Linked DNA regions of Danio rerio: region 2 is linked to region 1. The links are chromatin contacts, called in public Micro-C maps. All regions are on one chromosome and are shown on one strand. Each heading gives the region's core, a stretch centred on a gene start, on an enhancer-like site or on the middle of the called end of the contact. The rest is flanking DNA. Distances are from core to core; before and after follow the strand shown.

What was found. A called contact is a pair of places that touch in the nucleus more often than the background predicts.
Region 2: a contact with region 1 is called in a Micro-C map of caudal fin, with 4 times the contacts expected there. The contact joins the promoter of safb here to the promoter of hsh2d in region 1. A contact is called at or near these places in 2 of 18 Hi-C or Micro-C datasets (caudal fin and hematopoietic stem cells) and 1 of 4 datasets of contacts at active chromatin or transcription factors (embryo).

Annotation. Positions count from the first base shown.
Region 1 is chr22:15,292,578-15,298,733 of GRCz12tu, forward strand. It overlaps hsh2d (hematopoietic SH2 domain containing), which reads right to left and starts at 1,418. Exons shown (of 6, transcript NM_001017541.2): 1 at 1,140-1,418. tpm4a (tropomyosin 4a) reads right to left here. Exons shown (of 9, transcript NM_001024467.1): 9 at 4,585-4,765. The coding sequence ends at 4,683.
Region 2 is chr22:15,420,676-15,427,332 of GRCz12tu, forward strand. safb (scaffold attachment factor B) reads right to left here and starts at 3,250. Exons shown (of 21, transcript NM_214683.1): 1 at 2,967-3,250; 2 at 2,467-2,554; 3 at 1,120-1,187; 4 at 1-231. The coding sequence starts at 3,119. malt2 (MALT paracaspase 2) reads right to left here. Exons shown (of 17, transcript NM_152976.1): 14 at 6,402-6,551; 15 at 6,138-6,295; 16 at 5,840-5,977; 17 at 4,627-5,243. The coding sequence ends at 4,812. It overlaps LOC141380095 (a long non-coding RNA gene), which reads left to right and starts at 6,395. Exons shown (of 2, transcript XR_012397518.1): 1 at 6,395-6,571.

The DNA.
Region 1 (6,156 bases), core at 168-2,667:
TGTATGTATAAAGGTCAGTTTGTGTTTGTATCTAAATTTACATTAAATTTACATTGAATCATTTGGCAGATGCTTTATCCGAAAAAGGGGTTTCTGCAGGTTTCACAGAGTTAAATTTAAGACTTTTTAAGACATTTTTTAAAACTTTAGACTCATTATGGGCTATGAAAAATATTTTTCCCTATCCAAAATAAATACATAAATAAATAAATACATTTAATAATACAACAATAACATTTTTTTTATATTTTAGATTTTTTTCTTAGCAAATTTTTTTAAATATTGTGTAAAAACAAGCAAGCTCTACTTGTATCCATTCACTTGTTTTCCAATATAAACTTTCTTTAAAATGAAAAAAAACGAACAAATGTTTTTAAAGTTTTAAAAACTATAATAAACTAAATCTATGCACAACAATCTGTCCAGATCAGTGTCCTCAGCAGTAAATACACAGAGAACGTTTAAACAAATGTTATTGTATGGAAAACAATTAAACCATTATGATAAATAGAGTAAAAAATTACGGTTTAAAATAAAAGTTCAACGTTTTATTGAGATTTATTGTTGGTGATTGTATGGGTTTTGGCCAGATTGAGTAGCAATGCATGAACATGAGAGAGTGATTTTGTTAATGTCAAATTTAGTGTATATATATATATATATATATATATATATATATATATATATATATATATATATATATATTTATATATATATATATATATATACACTAAATTTGACATTATATTATATATAGGGCCTATATATACTATATATATATATATATATATATATATATATATATATATATATATATATATATATATATATATATATATATAGGCCTATATACTCACAAAAACATTAATTAATTAAAACAGACCAAAATCTATGTTATATTAAAGAAGTCAACAACACTAACCGTAACCGTAAGTATGACAAAATGACAAATGTTAACCGTTAAATCAACATAATTCACACGTAGTTTTACTATCCTCACAATTTCAACTTCTAAAATTCTTTACATAATTCAGTTTCAGCCCTGGATAAGTGACCCGCTGTGGATAGCCTAATACATGTTTTATACGTCTGACATTAACAATAACGCATCAAAAATGTCATGTTTATAATGCACTCACCTGCCGAGGAACAACGCACGGTATTGTGACAGCAGTTGACGTGACCTCACCTGTTAAAACTGTTGTATGGGTGTGGTTTAATTAAAGTAATCGACACATACATTTAAACTATAAATAATTACAGCAATGTACTCCAAATCATTCTTCGGTTTCAGCTGAAAACATATCCAGTTTACAAACGTTGACAGTTGATTTGTTCGCGGGAAAATTTGACGTATGATAATACAGTGAGTAGTATTTACGTTACTTTCACCTTCCTGGAAGGTCTGGTCAAAGTCTAATTAGCTGAACCTGCAGGCAAATCAGGTAAGTCTGCTCGACGAACGTCACGGAAAGTAATGAATATTCATAAGCCAGTTCGTCCCATTTTTTTCTTGTTGGTCTGGCGGTTTTCGGAGATTCTGACAGGTCTGGAGGATTACTGTCAAAGAAATGCTTCGTTTTTGTGTCATATTATTGCTAACACTTACTGTAAGTACTTTTTTGTGTGAGATGTTTTGCTCAAACAGCTAAGCAAGCATATTAAATCAGCAATTCAGCACTGTAGATGGTTCTGGACAATAATCAAACATTTACCTCACGAACAGACTTTTTATAAAAATTTATTACACAGAAAGTGGAAAAAGAAACTTTTGAGGCATTTTGAAATACTCATTTGACAGGGGAAAAAAAAGAAAATTCACAAAAAAAGTTTCAGGAATAGCTAATATTTCTTTGGTCTTTGTTTGGTCTTCATTTTGTGTTGGCTCCACAAAGTTAACCTGGTACTTTAATATAAATGTATACATACCATGGTGCATTATCAATGGAGTAATGAACTGCAATGCAGCATGTTGACCAGTAGATGGCGCGCATGTTGTAATTATGAAAAACGCCAAACTGCGCTTCAAACGCCTTCATAACTTCTTCGGTTCTTCAGAATACACAATAGCACAACTTCAAGTGATTTTTTTTTTTGCTCGAGCACATGAATGTTCACTTTCCCATGAGGTATGACATTTATTAAGTTACTTAAAACAGGAAAACTCAGATATAGCACCTCATCGTTTGGCTAATTTTTGAAAGTTGTCGAGCCAAGTCGAGAAAAGAAAAAGCATAAAAGAAATACCTCAGACCAAAAATTAAATTATTATTCTGTGAGAAAATAGGGCTCAATAGTTTGCGAGTTGGAATGAAGGAGAGTATTTGTGGAATGTTTTAAGATGGACGTCGTTTTCTCTCATCGTCTTGCTTTATAAGCTGTTCAGCTCCTGAAGTGTTTGATCCAGCACTTGGTGCATTCCCAGGTTTTCTTCTTTTGCAGAAGATAATTTTTCTAAAAGCAAAAACGAAAATCATTAGTCAGACGCTCATTTTAGGCTATACACACTATTTTTACAAGCAGTTTAGTGCACTTCTTAGTGTTCTTCATCCACAACCATGTATGTGTTAAAAAAAGAAAAGTAAACATTCACTTTACTTGTGCTGACAAGTCAGTGTGTCAGTAATAACATTAGATAAGCATGAAATTTATGGGTACAATTAAATAATCTTTAAAATGTTAGGATTAGTAACATAATATATGAAGAGTTCAGATGGATAAACCTCAAAGTGCCATCTGGAATTTTCTTCTAAAATTAGCATTTTTCTCAGACGTATTTCTTAATTTAGTAATTTCACTTTTACGGCAAAGAATAGGTCATTTTCATTGATTTTAACATGAAATAAATGAACATAAGAGCAATTCCATTATTATGGATGTGACATTTGCAGTAAAAACTCAAAACATATATTCACATAGAAAGTATATATTAACAATATATTGAAAAATCTGTTTATATTTTCCAGAACAACTGACCACTGATTTAAGGTACCAGAAAAATATCAATCTGTAATCATGTTTTGTACTTTAAATGAGGAAAATAAAGGTGCGTTATGGACGTGACCAAAAAAGTATGCGAGTTGACAGTATACAACATACTTTGTAGAAATTCTGTAAATTAAACTGAATAACCCAAATGAATTAATGATAATCAAAAGGTTGAGTCGGGTCACTATAGAACAAAAATGATTGATTTTATTTAATTAAATATTTTTGCATTTATGAAGAAAAAGTGTTGTTGTGACATTTGATGTCATGTGACAAATGTGAAATTGTCACTTGTGCAAATTTGGTGAATTAAATATATAAGTTTGAAAACATTGACAGATACATTTTGGAGTATTTCTAAAGTTCTGTAAAATGCTTGCTTAAACAAAAAAATCCAAATGGTTTCCATATTTTAGTGAAAACTTTTTTTTCATGGCAAGGTTGACTTTTGCATGGAATTGCTCATATACATAAGAGGCAGAGAAAAAATGCTCATTGTAGAAGAAAATTCTAGATGGCATCTGAACTCTTTGTCTATTTATTATCTTAGTGTGAAATCAGACATCTAAAATGTAACCTCACCTTTGTGGACATCAGAAAACCGTATATTAAAGCAGAAAAATATTACATTGTGTATATAGAGTACATTTTTTGAGATATGCAACACATTTTAATCTATTTATTAAATAAATTAGAAATCTTTATAGAAAAAGAAACACTGTAACTGTGGGATTTTGACCACATACAGTTATTTTAGAGATGTTATAGTTACAGACATTTCCTAAAATGCATGACCTTTCCTGTCATTTGGGATAAATGGATAATAATTTAAAATAAATCAATAATTTTAGATTTGTGAATAAATTTTAACAATTCCTGGAAAAAACTAAACCAAGGGAATAATTCACTTCAAAGTCAACAACACGTTAAAATTAAAATGCACCTTTAAAGGGGTGGTCCACTACGATATCACATTTTAAATTTTTGTTGACGTGTAATGTAGCTGTGTGAACATAAACAACATCTCTGAATGTAAGATGCTCAAAGTTCAATGCAAAGGGAGACATTGGCTTTTACAGAGTTAGCCTAGAAAAGCTTACAGCGAACAAAGTTTGGGGACTACAAAAAAAAAAAATCATCCGGGTAAATGATGTCATAAACCCTCAAGGTTACGCACATACACCCTGTGCAGCGAATGGGTGTGACCAGAGGCGCTGTAATGTTATAACAGATATGCCTCCTCGTGATGTGGAGCTGAGCTGGGAATGACAGCACATTGTGTTAGCTGACCAATCAGAGCCTCTTGAGGGCGGGTCTTTCAGAGGAACTAGTAAATATGACAGTCTTTTTTATGTAAGCTGAGTAGCTGTATATAATCAAAGTAAGATATATGAAAAAATAACATGATTTTTTACAAATGAAGCATGAGCACCCATTGCTTTGCATCTTAAAACACAACCAAGCCTTAAAAATACACTCTGGACCACCCCTTTAAATCAATATTCATATAAAATATTTCTAGATTTTCCATGAATATAGAGACATTTTCCAGTCTTCTTGATGAAAATTTAGGAATGAAAGCAGAAGAATATAAAATGAAGCAACAGTGTTTTATTGAGAATAATGAAAACATTGAAGCAAAAATGAAAAAAAGTGGCAAGAAAGAGATGCAGTAGAGCGAGACAGAGATGGATCTACAGGGATGTCATGTCATTGAGAGCATGATCCAGCTCCTCAGAGATGGCTTTATACTTCAGCTTCTGAGCATAGAGTTCATCTGAAGATTGGCAGGAAAAGCGGGAAAGCGAAGGATGAGATGCAGCAATGACCAGAAGCAAAATAAAAAAAAGAGAAAGACAAGAAGTTAATTGGCTTATGAAGCTAAACATGCTATGAAGCTCACAGAGATCCCATTCTAACAGAAACAACCTAAGCAAATTGTGTGCAAACCAACAATGGCTAAAATTTCCATTCGACCTACAGAAGATAGGCACCCTTATTTACTTTTATTAGGCATGTATACTTTTATTAAGCAAATGTAGATTGTGGTCTTGTAATGAATTGAACGGCGCTGTAGGAAACAGACATACTTTATTTCTCTTGGGACAGAAGCAATACCAGGCTTGTTTAAACTGATTCCATATACAGACTCAACTATATCATCTTCCAGCAAAGGGTTCAAGTAGTATGAAATATGAGCCTGCTGGAACTCTGACAAAATATCTCTAAAACAATATGGTGTTGTGTGTTTCAAAAGATTTTTATAGCCGTTATATAGGCAGGGAGGATGACCCGCTTGTGACCTGTAAAACCCCATCCATGCAAGACTTCTCAAAGTGTGCTGCTTAGCCACTGGTTATTTCTAAAGGTGAAAAGTTCATTTAGCCACTTCCTAACCTTCACTAAAGTTCACTAAGAACTTCACTGTTTATACAAATCGTTTAGAGCGTATATCGTCGCTGCCAAGTCAAACGTACCCAATTTAAATGGTTGTTAGCTACAGCATATGCTACCAAAACAAATATCTAGGCATATTAACTCATTTAAAAAAGTAAATATCATTTTGGAATCAATTTTAGTATTAAAAGTATTTATCTATTCATTATGGTGGCTTGAGAAAGCCAACATACTGTTATTCTACGTAAACTTATTATTCTTTCGTTTTCTTCTTCTTAGACTATTTTAAGATCTCATTTCCTCCTTGATCATTCATATTACAACCACCAATTTAACTCCAAACCTCCAAACTATACTGAACCTCCAAACTATTACTGAAGTTGCTATATCTTTTCCAACTGATCCAACATACGGTTTTCCTAAAACTGACCCGAAAAATTTGTAGAAATCCTAATGACTTAACATTGGACTAAACTTTGTGATCTCGTACCTTTGCGCCAGACTGTCATACAGATTTAAGGTTACACTCATTTAACTCAGACTACCAATCTGCTAATCACTGATGATGACCTAACAACTTATTGGCCACACCCTAGCAATCACTTTCGGCAACCTAGCAACTGTCCCGTAGTCTTTTATTATAAAAAAAAGCTGCCATTGACTTTACATTGGACATACTTATGACATACCAAACCATACTGACAAACATACTAGCAACATGCTAATTCATACTAAAAACATACTAGCAACATGCTAATTCATACTAAAAAC
Region 2 (6,657 bases), core at 2,000-4,499, 130 kb after region 1:
CACTTCAGGTTTGCTCATGACAATATCTACACCATCCTCCGTGTCGCAGTTATTTGAGGCATCCTCCTTCAAGCCGCCTGTGTTCTCTTCATTCGAATACGTGTCTAAAACCTCCTCATCATATTCATCTTCATCAGGGTCACCTCCATTACCCATATCGGCTTCATCCAGAACATTCATGTCCATGATATCCATCTCATGAAGGTTCTCTGGCACAGCATCTGGGTCCTCCTGAAGCAGATGATGAATGCTGTTAGTATTGATTAAAATTATGCAAACTAGTGGTGTAATGGATCACAAATCTCACGGTCTGGATCACATCATGGTTTTTTAGTCACGGATCGGACCATTTTTCGGATCAGCCCAAAAGGGGAAATGACAAATGTAATTTGCTTTTCAATTATTACAAAAACAGTACTGCAAGACACTTTTGGTTTTATCAAACAAAACTTACAACCTGTAATTTTATAAAAATAAAATAATGAGATTATTAAAAAAAAAAAACTAAAATATTCAGTAAAGTAAAAAAATTCACTATTACTACTACAGTTGCTGATAACACTAAATGTTGAAATCATTTAATTATAATTTGTACAACCCATATTTATTTTAGTCACATTTTCAATGATTTATTAATCACTCATAAAACATCATGTTAAGATCCCGATCTTTTGATTAATTTTGCAGCTTACACTGAATGCACTGATACAGGCTAAACAAGTAGTGACAAAAAACACCACATCCCAAATAACCTACCACAACTTCTTCCATCATCATTATATTTTACAGGAAAGCCTAAATGCTTTCATACATGTGATTTGAAAGACGCGAAAAGTGATCTTTCTGTGATCGTTACAAATTTAAGAATAATCTACCAGTAAATAAAATGTATTAATCTGCAGGCCACGTGTTCCAGAACCATGGGTTGTGATCTGTACGAATTACAGATCAATCGTGATCAATTACATCCCTAATGCGAACAAATAATATATATATATATATATATATATATATATATATATATATATATATATATATATATATATATATATATATATATAAAAAGTCATTATGTAAATCCAGCATCAAATTAATAACAAAAAAAAAAAAAAAAAACACCTGGCCATCAACAGAGTCCTCCTCAAGTGTGGAGTCTTCAGGTCCATCATGGTCATCTTGTCTCTTTCCTATAGAAAGAAACAAATAAAAATTATTTCAAACCACATAATTTAGTTTTTTGCCCTTAGTAAACATGCACTTATGCTCCTATTGGATATAACACTTCCCCATCAGAGAGAAAAAGAACTTGAACTTAACTTTCCTGAATGAAGTAAACTTTGGACCCATTCTGTGAAATTACAACATGCTCCTTAGTAGGCATGGGTCGATAAGCGTTTTCAAGGTGTACTATGTTTTGGAAAAGTCAAGGTCTTAAAGCCGCCAAAATTTCTCTCTGTTACACTGTTTGTACAATTTAGGTTTTTATAATGTTTTGTTAATTTTTTTAGAACAACAGTATCTCCAGCAGAAAATGTTTCAAATGGTGTCGTTGTTTTTAAGGCAGCAGAAGGCAATGATTCATTTAGCCTGACATGTTTACTGGGATAAAATATTTTAAAAGTTTTGCAAAATGAAATATATTGTGTTCAAAGCGCAAAAAAAGTTTTGTTTTTAACCCGGACATTTTAAAAGAATATATTTAGAGCAGTAATCACAATACTATAAAACTGTATTTTTTATCCAAGGTTATCATACAGGCAAAATTTTATACCAGCCCATGATTACTCATCAAAATTTAGTCTAGTTTTTTTTTTTTTTAATGAGAGAATTGGTCAATGCAGAATGGACTTTAAGTCTAAATGAAGAGTTCGAATGCAAAAAAAACTCTACCTGTCATCTGAAATGACCATTTTTGTCAGCCTCCTATGTTTATGTTCAGTTGTTTCACTTTAAAGGCAATGTAAATGACGTATATGTCACTATAAAAGTAAAATAACTGAGCCTACACAAAGGAGTCAGAGAAAAATGCTCATTTTAGAAGAAAATATCAAATGGCTTTAAGAGGTTTTTGCATCTAAACTCTTCAAATGCGCTTGTTGTAACATTATGCAAAGACAGAGGCTTAGCCTGTTCAGCAAAGAGCACAATACCATGCTTATGCACTGGTACTAAAATGCACTTGTACACATCATGCACAAACAGAAAAGAAACAGACATGGAATAAACAGATTACAAAATGGAGATGTGTGACTAAGGACGTCTGTAAATATATTACTCATTAGACAAACTAAACATTCTTATATTTTTTTTCTAGCAAACAGTTTTAAAACCACAAACTAAAATGTGAATACAATATATCTGCAAACACAAAAAATTAAAGTACTGATAAAAGAGGTATTGCTGTAACGTTATCCCTTTTATCCTTCCGTTTTCTGATCTTAATAAAACAGTACGGATCAATTTTACCTTTTGGAGTTCGACGTGGTGTTTTCTTAGGAGTTATGTCAAGATGTACAACAATCTCATCTGGATTTCCCCCCTCTTCTTCAATTGCCTGAAAACGAAAGTGTGATGTAGTCAAACACAAGCATTATTGATACTTATCTATAGTTTCTGCATAACAACCCCTTTATTGTTGTGCAATGAAACCCCACACTTCATTCAATGTACATTACGTAAGACATCTTGAAATCAAAATATTCTGCAAAGCTAGGTGGGGTTTCTAAAACGACTAATGTAAACAGCTGTGATTAGCAAAAAAGAGTGTACGTTAACATATACAATACGTTAACAAAACAAACTATTGTATTAGTAAAGAGGAGATATAAAAAACAGGGAAATGGCAACACATGTAACGCTACTGCAGTAAACACTGACCCCACAACGTTAACTCAAATCTCATTCACTCTGAAGTATATAAAGGTGCGAGATTATTAGGATAACATATGATTCCGTGGTTCTGTTACCTTTTTAAGTCTCTCTGAAAGCAGGCTTTTATTGCCGCTGATGTCGAGGTTTCGGCGCTTCAGCTCGGCCTTCAAATCGATGACTCTCAGCTCGGATATTTTACGAACGCCAGGCTCTACAGACCCCACATCTCCCGTCGAAGTGTCTGACATGTTTTCAGCCAGTGAGACTGCAACGGTGAAAGAATTATCACAAATCTCCTTCTATCCGCACACACTCACCAGATTTTTGTGCACAGAGCGTGATGAACAGCGTTTCTCACTTGAAACAAAATGGCGTCGACCAGCAGTCACGCGCATGCGTCTGCCATTGGATGTTAAGCGCATGCGCAAAAGCGTCATCATAGTCGTGGTTGGGCGGGAACGTCGAAGAATTTACAAAAAAAGACGTCGAAAGATTTACAGATAATGTGGGAGATGTTTCTGGGTTGCAGCTGCAAGGGCATCCGCTGCCTAAAACCTATTGCATGCTGGATAAGTTTGCGGTTCACTCCGCTGTGGCGACCCCAGATTAATAAAGGAACTAAACCGAAAAGAAAACGAATGAATAAATGTTGTGGGAGATGTAAAATGAAAGGTTAGTTTTAATGTTTCAGGTCGAAAATTCTTAAAAATAACATATTTCGTGATTTAAAGTTTGAGATTAATGTGCAGGATTGGTGAATGGATGGATTTCGGTCACTCCTGCCATAAGCATATGTGTTAGTGCAGGGGTGTCAAACTCAATTCCTGGAGGGCCGAAGCCCTGCACAGTTTAGTTCCAACCCTGCTCCAACACACTTACCAGTAGGTTTCAAACAAGCCTGAAGGACTCAATTACTGTATTTAATTAGGGTTGGAACTAACTGTGCAGAGCTGCGGCCCTTTCGGAACTGAGTTTGACACCTGTGTGTTAGTGGGAGCTCAATAGTTCCTTACTGGAATAAGTAATTTCACTAAGAAACTTTTACATCCTCGCAACCTTTTCATCTAAGTTCTTTACATTACTAAAGTGTTCTGCATGACAGACCTTAAAAGGAACCTAAAAATGTTATTTGAGGTACTAAAAAAATAGTTGTGCCATTTTTGGCCAAGAATTGTTAAAAATAACATAATTGTTGAAGTTATAGATTTTTGTGCAAGGTTAACGGGTGGATTACGGTCACCCATGCCATAAACATGTCTTATAGTGGGAGCTCAATATAATATTTTGCCTTTTAAATAAAGGTTCCTTACTGGAATAAGTCATTTCACTAAGAACGTTTTACATTCTTGCAACCTTCTCAGCCAAGTTCTTTACATTACTGAAGTGCTCTGCATGATAGGGCTCAAAGGAACCTAAAAAGTTTATCTGAAGTGCCAAAATTTTTTATTCCTGGCACCTTTGTTTTAAAGAGGGAATTACAAGTTATTTAACCTTGGCATTTATAAAAAAAAATTAATAAGATTTTTTGGGGATATTTAAATAAAGCACACTAAAGATAATTTGTCAGGATTTGTGAATCATCTGCCAGTATATTTTATATTTTCTTTTAAATACATTTCTTATACTTATTCCTAAACATTGCATTTTGTTCTTGTATTTTATTTTATTCCTAGAAATGTTGCATAAGTTATTTTTGTGATACATTAGCTGTTACAACAGAAGAAAAAAAGCTATTGTGTACTTAAAAAACAAATATATAACTATATAATTTAATGCACTGGTTGGTTGACTTTTCAATAATACCATAATGTAAATATTAACAGCACATACACATTACATTCTCATCATGTCTGTGTAACATAAGGAAGGTGCGGGAATACAACAAAATGATACTGCAACACATTCACAGTTTGTAATAGATCTCGGGTAACACTTTACTGCTAAATGGAATTTTGAAAGTTGCTAAATTTAAATGGCAGTTCCTCAGAAGAAGCACTGGGTAAACTCTTAATGGCGGGAGGTTCTTCAGACTCAAGAAACTCTGGACATAATGTTTCCTCCGGTTCGTTCTTCAAACCAAAGCATGCAAATGATTCCATTGGTACCCGATAGTTGGGCAAGGATGTAGATGCAGAACCAATGAAATTTTGTTTTAGGTCAGGCAGGTTAGCTCTGAAGCTTTCGCTGAAGGATGAAGAGTCCAAAAAACTGGACATTTGTTGATCAGAGGAGGAACTGTGAAAGAGCCGTGGCTCGTGGAGATTGAGTTTGGACACTAGAGGTTTTCCCACAGTGATCCTTTTCTCTTCCAGGAGCTCTTCATCCAGATTACCATACTTGTAGTGTAGACACACAGTAAAGGAGAGTTCTTTCTGCATGGGAAAATCAAGTAATATATGATAAATAACACATACATATGCATAGTATACAGTTGAAGTCAGAATTATTAGCCCCTCTTTGAATTTTGTTTTCTTTTTTAAATATTTCCAAAATGATGTTTAACAGAGCAAGGAAATTTTCACAGTATGTCTGATAATATTTTTTCTTCTGGAGAAAGTCTTATTTGTTTTATTCTGGCTAGAGTAAAAGCAGTTTTTAATAAATAAATAAAAAATTATTAGCCACTTTAAGCTATTTTTTATTTGATAGTCTGCAGAACAAACCATCATTATACAATAACTTGCCTAACTACCCTATCCTGCCTAGTTAACCTAATTAACCTAGTTACGCCTTTAAATGTCACTTTAAGCTGTATAGAAGTGTCTTGAAAAATATCTAGTCAAATATTATTTACTGTCATCATGGCAAAGATAAAATAAATCAGTTATTAGAAATGAGTCATTAAAACTATTAGGTTAAAAAATTCTTCCCTCCATTAAATAGAAATTGTGAAAAAAATAAAGAGGGAGGCTAATAATTCTAACTTCAACTGTATATACTGTGCATATACAAACAAGAGTCACTATACCTTGAGTCTCTGCAGGGCACTAATACGAGTGAAGAGCTGAGGTTGTTTCAGAGGCAGTAGATCATCTATGGTCAGCAGGAAGCTTTCAGCCTCGTGGAGACTCTCCTGATTGCTGCGCTTCAGGTCAACTTCAGGGCCCTTAAAAATATTGTCAAAACTTAATCCAAAATAATATCTGCATGTTTGACATTGCAAGGGAACAAGTTTCCTTTAAAACCAATCATTGATACATATTCATGTTATATTTTCATGGATTAAATCAATACCTTTTTTGCAGATCTACAAGAATAAAATTCACCTCAGTAAAATCAGAAAGCTGAGCAGAGCAGGACACAATGTCTGTTGGAGTCTCCAATATCTGAGTGTAGATTATCATGATATTGGAAAACTCTGCAGCAAAACCGAGCTGCACCGTGACACCACATTCAAACTGAAGACAGCGGCTCTCTGGGAGGACTGGTAGGATTTACACAAAATACATTTTTCGTTTGATTTCATTAAAGCCATTTAAGTTTTCTGAAGTACATAAACCAAATGTTTTTTTATTATAAACAGGTCATACCATGTGCAATGGCCCACTGTAAATTCCGTGTTGATGCTGCGATTTGGCATGCTGGAGCCTGAATTTTGTCTGTCAAAGCACGCCGCTCTGATAGATTACTACGGAGCTCCAGAGCCTGCCGACCACGAGTGATTTCACACCTTCCCATGTCTGCAATGGACAAATACTTTGTAAGATTGTACAGTCACACTTGCTGTTTTTCATTTTAATTTTCAAAGAGGGTTTTGCACCATGTGGTTAGAGAAACTTAGCTATA